Linked DNA regions of Mus musculus: regions 1 and 3 are each linked to region 2. Evidence: chromatin contacts called from public HiChIP or PLAC-seq and promoter capture Hi-C data. All regions are on one chromosome and are shown on one strand. The core of a region is the stretch at or near the end of the contact, and the rest is flanking DNA. Distances in the headings are between cores, read along the strand shown. Region 1 holds the start of Usp7 (ubiquitin specific peptidase 7). Region 2 holds the start of Abat (4-aminobutyrate aminotransferase). Region 3 overlaps Pmm2 (phosphomannomutase 2).

What was found. HiChIP or PLAC-seq counts read pairs in DNA pulled down with a chosen protein or histone mark. Capture Hi-C pulls out chosen DNA fragments and counts their contacts.
Region 1: a promoter capture Hi-C map of adipose tissue shows a contact between it and region 2. The contact joins the promoter of Usp7 here to the promoter of Abat in region 2. A contact is called at or near these places in 4 of 39 promoter capture datasets (cranial neural crest, hematopoietic stem and progenitor cells, liver and 1 more), 2 of 484 Hi-C or Micro-C datasets (the G1E-ER4 cell line and uterus) and 2 of 9 other capture datasets (adipose tissue and liver).
Region 3: an H3K4me3 HiChIP or PLAC-seq map of embryonic stem cells shows a contact between it and region 2, with 6 times the contacts expected there. The contact joins the enhancer-like site here to the promoter of Abat in region 2. A contact is called at or near these places in 22 of 39 promoter capture datasets (the 3T3-L1 cell line, 3T3-L1-derived adipocytes, the C10 cell line and 14 more), 4 of 484 Hi-C or Micro-C datasets (the G1E-ER4 cell line, embryonic retina, nephron progenitors and 1 more), 18 of 115 datasets of contacts at active chromatin or transcription factors (craniofacial prominence, embryonic basal ganglia, embryonic forebrain and 13 more) and 4 of 9 other capture datasets (adipose tissue, embryonic stem cells, liver and 1 more).

What each region holds. Positions count from the first base shown.
Region 1 is chr16:8,736,358-8,739,793 of GRCm38.p6, forward strand. Usp7 (ubiquitin specific peptidase 7) reads right to left here and starts at 1,985. Exons shown (of 31, transcript NM_001003918.2): 1 at 1,847-1,985. The coding sequence starts at 1,928.
Region 2 is chr16:8,511,741-8,514,778 of GRCm38.p6, forward strand. Abat (4-aminobutyrate aminotransferase) reads left to right here and starts at 1,689. Exons shown (of 16, transcript NM_172961.3): 1 at 1,689-1,834.
Region 3 is chr16:8,654,263-8,657,373 of GRCm38.p6, forward strand. It overlaps Pmm2 (phosphomannomutase 2), which reads left to right. Exons shown (of 9, transcript NM_016881.3): 8 at 1,289-1,426; 9 at 2,294-3,111. The coding sequence ends at 1,390. Among named protein-coding and RNA genes, the nearest start is that of Carhsp1, 16 kb to the right of the region's middle. Within about 2 kb of position 1,524, at least 34 of the 459 cell types and tissues checked have an H3K27ac peak or open chromatin away from gene starts, as enhancers often do. A contact at or near this core is called in embryonic stem cells and stem cell-derived anterior neural progenitor cells, where this site is marked.

The DNA of each region.
Region 1 (3,436 bases), core at 735-3,234, 220 kb after region 2:
AGACCTACCGAAGTTGTTAACTCTAAATTCGGCTATTCTGGACTTTGGAAGAAGTTATCAACCCTTCCTGATCCTAATTGACAACAGCACAGTACCCTATTTGCGGAGTGCAAAGCTAAAATAAGACTGTCTAACGTGCACTCCCACACCAAAGCACTATACTAGCTCACATGGCCACAGCCCTGAAAGACTGCATTTTCTACAGAATTAGCGCAAGAATAGAAAACTGAAAGCCACAACACCCATTAAACACTAAAACTCAAATACTAACTTTGATAGAAAATGAAAGTTTCACGAGAAAACTCTGGGAAGCAAGCATGAAGCCCAGGATATCATGGGTAAAAAAACCTGTGAAGATCTTCCACCACCCTAATCTCGTCAAAACTTTGGACATAGACATTTTTCCAGATACAGTCTGTATCAGAAATATGCCCCCCCCCAGCGCTGTCCAATCTTATTCTCACAAAGCCCTAGAGGAGCAGTGAGGAAGACTTGAAAGGAAAACGGATGTTCACGTTCCGAGCAACTCTCCACTTTAGACGTGCATGAAATTATAGCATAAAAGGAGTACACTAATCTCCCAAAGGTGAGTTCCATCAGCTATTTGGTTTAATCGCACTTGCCAGACACTCTGAAATTACTGATTTGCTGAGGCCAAGAGAAACAGCCTAGTCCTTGGCATGAACTTCAGCTTCCCCCTTCCCCCGGCCCCCTAGGGCCTTTTTCCCTCTGCTGCATGGTCAGACAATTGTTTGATTCCCACTGATCACCATCAAGTTATTCACAGGGGGGGTCAAGAGTCAGTATTCCTAGCCTAGAGCATGCTACATCATACACAACAAATACAGTTTTACCCCAACTTCCTAGGAACCTTCATTCATTTATGAAAGCCACTATCACTTGCTGAACGGTCCATTCATTGCCCCTCACTGGGATTCCTGCCTGTCTGACCCCTTTAGGGCAGGTAACCGCGCATACTGCCTTCACTTAAAGTACCAAGTCAAAAGAAAAGAAAATGACCAACCCAGCATGAGATCCCGAAGCCAGAGTCCCTCCACTGCGCTTTCACAGCAAACCTTGATAGCGAAGCTCTACAAACAGTATAAAATCCAGTACCAAGATAAATTCCTGCGGCTCCGGTAGAAAACATAGTTACCTCCAGAACTTAATCTGCTTCTGCAGTAGGCCAGCCATGTGCGGCGGAACTCCATAGTTTCAAGCACACTTTTTAGCCGGACGTGGACGGCACCACCTACAGCCAGGTACCCAAACTCCTCCACAAGCCCAGGTAACTTATAAACTAGGCGAACCTGAGTACTTTCCCAGCAAGTCCAAAGGCTGAGGGCAGCTGCGCGCCTTGCAGGTGTCTCCGCAATTAAGCGCGACGCCCGGCAGAGCGCTCGGAAGTTATTGGGGGGAGGCTCTCCGGGGGCGCGTTCAGAAGCAGGTGCAGGGGAACCTGCGCACCCGCTCCCATACCCACCCCAAGAGCTCAGGGGCCGGGGAGCAGGCCCAACCAGCCTGGCCAGAGCCACACACCCCGGAAAGAGGACGGTCCCCGGGGCCCGCCTCCCAACCTGGGTACCCGGAGCCAACACACCTCGATCCTAATTTACGACTCCGGCGCTTTGTGCCCAGCAGCCCGTGCGCTGCACAATGCGTGAACTCGGGGGTCCGGGGCCACCCCCCGCCGGGCCGCATGACTGTGCAGCCCCGGCCCGGCAAAAGCGCCGGGCCGAGCGGGGCCGAGCGGCAGCCCGGCCTGGTTAAAGATGGCGAGGCCCTCGCGTGGCTCCCGCGGCCGCCCGGACCACAATGAAAGCGCCGGCCCCGCTGCGGGCCTCACCTTCCATCTCCATGTCCTCGGGCTCGCTCAGCTGCTGCTCGCCCGCTTTCTGCTGCTGCTGCTGCTGCTGTTGGTGGTTCATGTCGGCCGCGGCCTGGGCCTCGCCTGCGGCCGGAGGCCCGGGCTGCGGGCCCGGCGGGCGGGCGGCTGCTAGCAGAGGCGGCGGCGGCGGCGGCGGCGGGGCGGCCTCCTCCTCTTCCTACCCGCGCGTCGTCGGCGGCGGCGGCCCCGGGGCGGCCCGCGGCGGGCGGCGGCGGCGGCGGCGGCGGCAGGGAGACGCGCACGTACTTGCTCGCGATTCGCCCAATCTCGGCGCCGAGGCGGGCGGGCGGCGGCGGGCCGAGCCGGGCGGCCTCCTCGCTCGCTGCGGCCGCCGCTGCCGCCGCCGCCGCCGCCGCCGCAGGGCCCGCCTCCCGCCGCCGGGGCCGGGGCTGCGGGGCCGCGGGCCGGCCGGGGGCGGAGGGCGGCCGGGCGGGGGCCGCGTAGTCAGCCCCGCCTCGGACCGGGCGCGGAAGGCTGGAGGCCGGGCGGGCCGCGGCGAGCCTGCGGGCCCGGGTGTGGGCTGCGGCGGCGACCGCTGAGGCTGCGCGGGCGGGTGACCGGCTGGCCGCGCTCGGGGCGCTGAGGCCTCCGCCTCCTCGGCGTCGTCGTCGGGGCTCCGGCAGCGGACGCGGCGCCCGGCGGCTCGGCTCGGCTCAGCTCGCTCTCAAAATGGCGGCGGCGTGAAATGTCACATCCGCATGGGGGGCGAGAGCGGAGCGAACGAGACGAGGGCGGGCGGCGGGCGGAGCGGGAGGCGGAGCGGGAGGCGGAGCAGGGAGCGGCCCGCCCGCCGCCACCGAGGAGCACCCACCCCGCGCGCCGGCCGCCCGCCCGCCAGCCCTGCTGGAGCGGGGCGCCGGGGTCTCCTCTGTGAGGCAGCGGAGCGCAGCCCAGGGCCGCGGGGCTCCGGCTGAGGGTAGGGGTGCTCGCGGGAACTGGGCTGGACAAGGAGCCCAAGGCGCGGCGCCGTTTTACGGCCCGTAACCGGCCCCGGGATTCTCACCCGGGCAAATACGTGGGAAACTTAACTCTTTTGCACCCTAGATCCAATAAGGCAAAGTGTAGTCCTTCGGCTCTCACCTATCCCAGCATTCATTTATTTCCTCTCTAGGAGATCAGGTTGGCCACGATCGTCCACTGGGAAAGAGTCTCTCGGGTAGTCCAAGCTGGCCTGGAACTTTTCATGGTGCTTGATGGACACCTGATCCTCCTGCGTCTACCTTTCTAAGTTTTAGGAGTCAAATTTTTTTAAAAGCGAACTTTTCAATACAAGAAATTTGAAGAGGGAAAATCTGATTGATTTAAGGCCTAAGCGCCAACTGACTTGGGGGGGGGGGGGTAGCACATGCCTTTTTAATCCCAGAATTTGGGAGGCGGAGGCAGAGGCTGAGGCAGTAGGATCTCTTCGAATTGGAGGCATGGCCAAGCCAACCAGGACTCAAACAAATCAACAACAAAACAAGAACATCTTGGCCTGAACGCTTCCCATCAAGGAACTTCCTCCTACCAGGTCCCAAAGGCACCTGATTCACCAGAAACCTGCCCCTT
Region 2 (3,038 bases), core at 439-2,938:
TTGCTCTCTTTGGGCAAGCAATAAATGGATTATCAGCAGGCTTAGGTTTTAAGAAGAAAGTGCTAGATTTACAACACAGCCTCCAGAAAATTCCTTGGGTCAGGTGATAGGGATAACTTGGATAGCAACTGGCAGGACCTTCTGGGTTCCCAAGGGACCGAGGATCTAGGCTCTCACCTGCTCCTTAGTCTAGTCATTGTCTCTTTGGGGTTCAGTTAGGGATCGCAGTGGATTGCTTACTTGGAGTTGTTTCATTTGTTTGCTTATTTCTGGCCTATCTTGATCCCTTTATTTCTAGGTTTACAATCCATAATAACTATATATGAGGCTGCTTGGATTCCTGGACTCAACAGGGACCTCCAGGCTCTGTAAAAGTTGGCCAGATCATGACACAGTTGCCTGGGAAAATCCTAGAGGTGGTTAAATGTTTGCAACTTTGATTTTATCAATGAGTGATAACACCTTGTGTCCAAATAACGTTGGAAAGTTATAAGACCATTAAATATAAGCAAGCAAGTGAGCAACACACACTGCATCCCATCAAACTAAAATAAATCCTCCCTCCCTTTAAAAATAAACAAATAAATAAAAATAAAAAATGAAAAAGGAGCCAGGCATGGTGGTGCCTTTAACCTCAGCACTCTGGAGGCAGAGGCAGCCAGATCTCTGTGACCTGGAGGCTGGGGTGGTCTATATTGCAGGTTTCAGGATAGACAGGGCTATGAAGAGAGACCCTGTCTAACAAATAAACAAATAAATAAGTGAAATAAGAAAGACAAAAGGAGAAAGGGGGAGGAGATGGCTGAGCAACTAGGGCCACACACTGCTCTTGCAGGGGCCCTGAGTTCTATTCCCAACACCGCATTCTGCCAGCTCACAACCACCTGTATCCACAGCTCCAGGCAGTCCCAGGATTCCAATAGCCTCCTCCAGCATCCATACACATATACATAGACAGATAGACACGTGATTGAAATAAATTTTATTTTTAATGAAAGAAAAGGTGTGGGACTTGGTCACTCACATATTCGTTTTAACTGGTTTCCAGTGCATCTTCAATTTTCTGAACACATCTCTATTACATCTAAGATCTTGTTTCTACTCATAAAAGAGATAGAACCAATTCTGCCTTCCTTTACCATTAAGGAAATGGAGGAAGGGTTGGGAAAGAGACCTGTCCTGAGTCCTGACCTGACTCTCAGTTTAGCACTCTTATTGACCTGCTGTGCACCACTGATGCACCAGAAGGTGGCATGGAGGGCCAGTGCCGACAGGTGCTTTAGTTCTGTTTCAGGGCCCCGGATTCTCAGGTTCCAGAGACCAGATCCGAAGCACAGAGGTCGGGGTTGGGGTTCAGCTCCATTCATCAGCAATTCCCAGGATCTTAAAACAGTGATGTGGGGTGGGAGTACATTGAAGATTCGCCTTAGCCTGCAAAGTCCCTCCCTCCTGTAAGGAGAGGACTCCTAGCCCCCATCAGATTTGCTAGGGATCCTTCGGCTGCCTCTCCCCAAGTCCCTTGCTCCGGCCCTCGCGGCCCTCCTCGGAGACCCCCGGGCGCATCCTATCCACGGAGGTCGGACTCTGCCCCCGCCCCGCCTTCCCCCTCCCCCCGGGGGCGGTGGCCCATGGCGGGTGCTCTCATTGGCTGAGGCGCAAGCAAGGGCTAGAGGCAGTGGTGCTGATTGGCCAGGGTGGCTCGGCGAAGCTTGGGAGCCTGGTGAGTCGCTGGGGGAAGCGGAGCAGACGCCAGGCGCAGCCAGGAGCATCGGAAGGTGATCGCGCAAGTCCGGCCCGCGGATCGCAGCCTGTAGATCGCAGCCCGGGCCTGGAGGTAAGTGCGACGCGTCTGTACGCGCGTGGCTCGCCCTTCTGAAGGAAGCCAGAGAAGGACATCTTCCTCTAGAATCCGGGCCCTCCATCCAACCAGTACGCGGGATCCTGCTCCGAAAGGAAAGGGTCTCCCACCTCCCAGGCCCCAGAAAGCAAAACAGCTTCGTGTAACCTTCAGAAATGGGGCCGTCCGTCCTGCCCACTGGCTGGAGGGGGAAATCCCTCCCTCGTTTAGTCCTTGGAATAGAGTCCCCCCCCCCCCCCCAAGTGGAGTCCTGCCTCCGCTAATATCTAGACCCTTTCTCATCTCCTCCCTTTCCTAAAAATCTAAGTTAGGTTCTCTTGCTTCTCTCTCTCTCTCTCTCTCTCTCTCTCTCTGTCTCCTTGGAATGTTGAGGACACAGCTCGACAGAAGGGTCCTATCCCTCCCCAACTGTGAAAGTCCTGGAGAGTAAGACCCTCCTTTCAACAAGGACATCCCAGGCCAAATCACCTGCATGCCCATTCCAGAAACTAGGTGCTGGATTCTGGGGACAAATGACTTCTCTTCTATTCCTATGAAGTCTCTTCCCACCTATAGGAGAAGCCATAACCCCCTAAACAAGGCTTTTAGGGGCCTCCACTTCCCAGGCCTAGAGCCTCCAAACTCTAAGAGCACAGATGGCCTTGGCACTGCAGGACCAGCAGGCACCCCCTTCCACCCCCACCTCCAACACAAATGTAAAAGTCTGTTATTCAGTGTTACCCTACAGACGCAGGTCTCTCTCCGCCTGGACAAAGGGCTATCAACATAGAGAAGAGCTGTTGGCCCACTTCCAAGGGTCCCCTGTTCGTTTCTTGGGGCTGCCCCCATCAAGTCCCGTGGATATTGCCTGATGGAATTCCCTGGGCATTAGGCCAAGAGAAGGCTGCTGCTGGGCTTGTCCACTGGTCTAGGGACACTGTTGGCTTAGCTGTGTGCCTCCCTCACACTAGCCTGAGAAGGTCTGGTGGGGGCAGGTCAGGAGACAGGAAAAAATTGAATCTTGGCCTGTTCTCTGGATCTGGGATGTGGGTTGGGGAGAGAGATGTTTCCTGGAGGCCAAAGGACAGCTCTGGGAGGGACAATTAACCCTGCCTGCAATCCTACGATGTAAAAGAGCATCTACATTAAGACTGACCGTTCATTTGGTACCTGAACCAACTGAGGCACTGGCTCAGAGAGA
Region 3 (3,111 bases), core at 274-2,773, 140 kb after region 2:
GAGGTCTGCAAAAGTGAAAGAATGTGCAGCCAGCTGCAGCTCTCGCTCTGCATGTGGTTCTCAGGAGAGGGGTGCTCCGGGCACAGCCTCACAGTGGGCAGTCACTGCCTGCGCTGATTCAACCAGGACATTTTGCTGTTCATAGAATCCAAGGTTTAGGGCAAGTTTAGGGCAGTAACTCTTACTCTTTCCAGTTTTGAAAGGAGTAAGAGGGATTGGTTTGCTGACTGACGCTCAGATGGTAAGGGCCGAGGCGGGATATGAAGTCAGTCCCTGTGTGTTTTGCAGTGGATGCTTCCAAGTGCCTGCTGTGTGCTTTCTACAGAGGTCCTGTGCTTACAGACGCCCATCCCACTTGAGACTTCCTCTGAGACTCCTGTGCAGATCTCTCTACCTGCTGCTGGACTCACTCAGACTGCTGCCTACTTTGTAGTCCCCACCCTGCCTTCTTTCTTCCTGTCTGCTCGGATACTGTTACTGGGCCATTGCAGTGTCATGACAGTGGCCTGTGTCTGTAATCCCAGCCCTAGGGAGGCTAAAGCAGAGCTCTTAAATTTGAGACTAGCCTGGTTATGAAGCCTAACTTCCTCAAGATGCTGATGCTGGTGCTCATGATGATGGTAGAATAAGCTCAGAGCCGGGGAGATGGTTTATGGTCACTGGAGAGGCAGAGACGAGTAGATCTAGGACTCTCTAGCCAGGTAATCTAGCTGGCTCAGTGAAAGACCTGTCTCAAGAAGATGGAGACAACTGAGAAAGACACGCAGTCAACCTCCGCCTATGCATGCATAAACACACATACCACACAATTGAATAACTCAATTCACTTCCCTCTCTTACTGGCCACACTTCAAGTGCTCAGTTGTCCTATGTGGCCAGTGGCAGTGGGCAGACTGAGCAGCCATGTTCATTGTCACAGGGCATAAGCAGCCCCACTCTAGGCTGCCTACCCACCAACGCTCCTGTGACTTGCAGAAGAAGTGTGGGCACAAAGACAAATTGATAGCTGTGAGATACTGTCATTTACTGTCTTTTCACAAGAAAAAACGAGCCTTAGACAGATCTTCACAAAGGCAGCCTGATGACGATCGTGAGCATAATTACCTTTTCTGAGCTCGATTGCAGTTCACAAGAAGGTTAGACAACTTGCTCATTGCTGCTAAAATGTCAGCCTTGGAAACCAAGGGAAGATTAAGTGCAGAAACCTCTCTAAGATGGGAGCGTCAGGGTTGCAGTAGCCATAGAGCAAGACAAGGCCTAGCCCACTGCTTCTGTTGTTTCTCTGCAGGGTGGCAATGACCATGAGATCTTCACAGACCCCAGAACTGTGGGCTACACAGTGACGGCCCCCGAAGACACACGCAGGATCTGTGAGGGGCTCTTCCCTTGACCCGAGGAGTGCCGGACTGACCAACAACACTGAAAGGTCACTCAGGGGCAGGGGTCACTTAGTGCCAGAGGTCAGCTTGCTGTGCTTGCCAATGAGCCACACCTTCATGCAGTACCAGCAGCAGCCCCAAGGGAGAGAGTTTATCAGAGATGGCTGTGGCTGGGTGTGGTGGCTGGGTGTGGTGGCTCGTGTGTAATCTGTGCTCAGGAAGCTGAGGCAGAATGAGACCATGTCTCAAACAAAACAAAAAGATTGGTGGCTCTGGGTTGGGGACGCTTGCCTCGCATGGGTCCCAGCCTACGACTCAGGGACCTCAGAGACAGAAGTAACTCCTACCTGATGTTTCTCCCCACCCATGGTGTAAGAGCGAGCTGAGAGGATACATGCTGCTCTGTGAAAGTTTCTTACCATATGATAGAGGGAAAAACAAGAATATACCTGGGTCCCTTATGCTTTGGGGAATTTAAAGTGTGGGTTCTGGTGGGTGGGGGGGTTTCTTTTTCTTTTCCTTTTTTTTTTAAAGATTTATTTATTTATTTTATGTATGTGAGTACACTGTAGCTGACTTCAGACACACCAGAAGAGGGCACCAGATCCCATTACAGATACCATCTGTGAGCCACCATGTGGTTGCTGGGAATTGAACTCAGGACCTCTGGAAGAACAGAGGGTGCTTTTAACCACTGAGCCATCTCTCCAGCCCAGGATTCTATTTTGAAACATGGTCTCACTGTGTAGCTGTGGCTGCCCCAGACCCTGCTGTGTGGACCCATTGGACGACCTTGAGCTCAGGGTCTTCCTGCCTCTGCCTTACAAATGCAGATTACATGCACCCACACCTGCTAAGGTCTAATGAAAACCTGCAACCATCAGTGCTCACACCCATATCTTACCACCAAACAGGGGCATCTGATGATGAAAGAGAGCAGCCACCCAGAGTTACCCACCTGGGATAGAACTGAAGACTTCTGTGACATGCTCCGTCTGCAACCTGTGGTGGAGGCTGAGGCAGGAAGGAACACCACTATTCTGTCAAAGGGTTAATGTTTCTGTTTTCAAGCCAGCTTCCCCTCTGTGAGCCACAGACGACAGTGTGGCCTGCTGCCTGACAGATAGCTGACCAAGTGACAACTGATCCCACAGTTTACACTTGCACTGGCCTGGCTGGCCATCTCTATTTGCTATATCTTAAAGCCAGACTGCTTTCCTGTCACCGCAGGAGGGGAGGACAGAGGACCCAGCAAAGCAGCACCTCACTGCAGTCCTCTTTAACCCCCAGGCTGACCAACCTAGGTAGCAGACGCAGTACCTAAGGCCACAGCAGCAGGGGTGCTCTCCAGCCTCTTCTTGGAGAGTGCACGTGTGTCCTCCAGAAGCTCGGGGACAGCCTTCCAAGAACACTTCCCAGGCAGCTTCCCAGTGCCCAACCACCATATGTCTCCACTGCCCTACCCTTGGCTGCCCCTACTCTGTCCACACCCACAGCAGAATGCCAGGTCCTCACCCTGTGGCATCCTTGGGTTTTATGGCAGTGCTGTGAAGCCCACTGAAGGGACAGCACCATACCTCACTTCTCAGTCTGGTCACTTTAACCCTCAGTGTCAAAAGGGTGTCTACCCCAGGTTGGCAGAGAACTTGGCTTCTGAGAGCTGCTTTCCCCACTTGGCTCCAGTAATGCTGGAGCCCCTAGCTGTCCTGGCTGTAGCAGTTCCAAGCCAGCC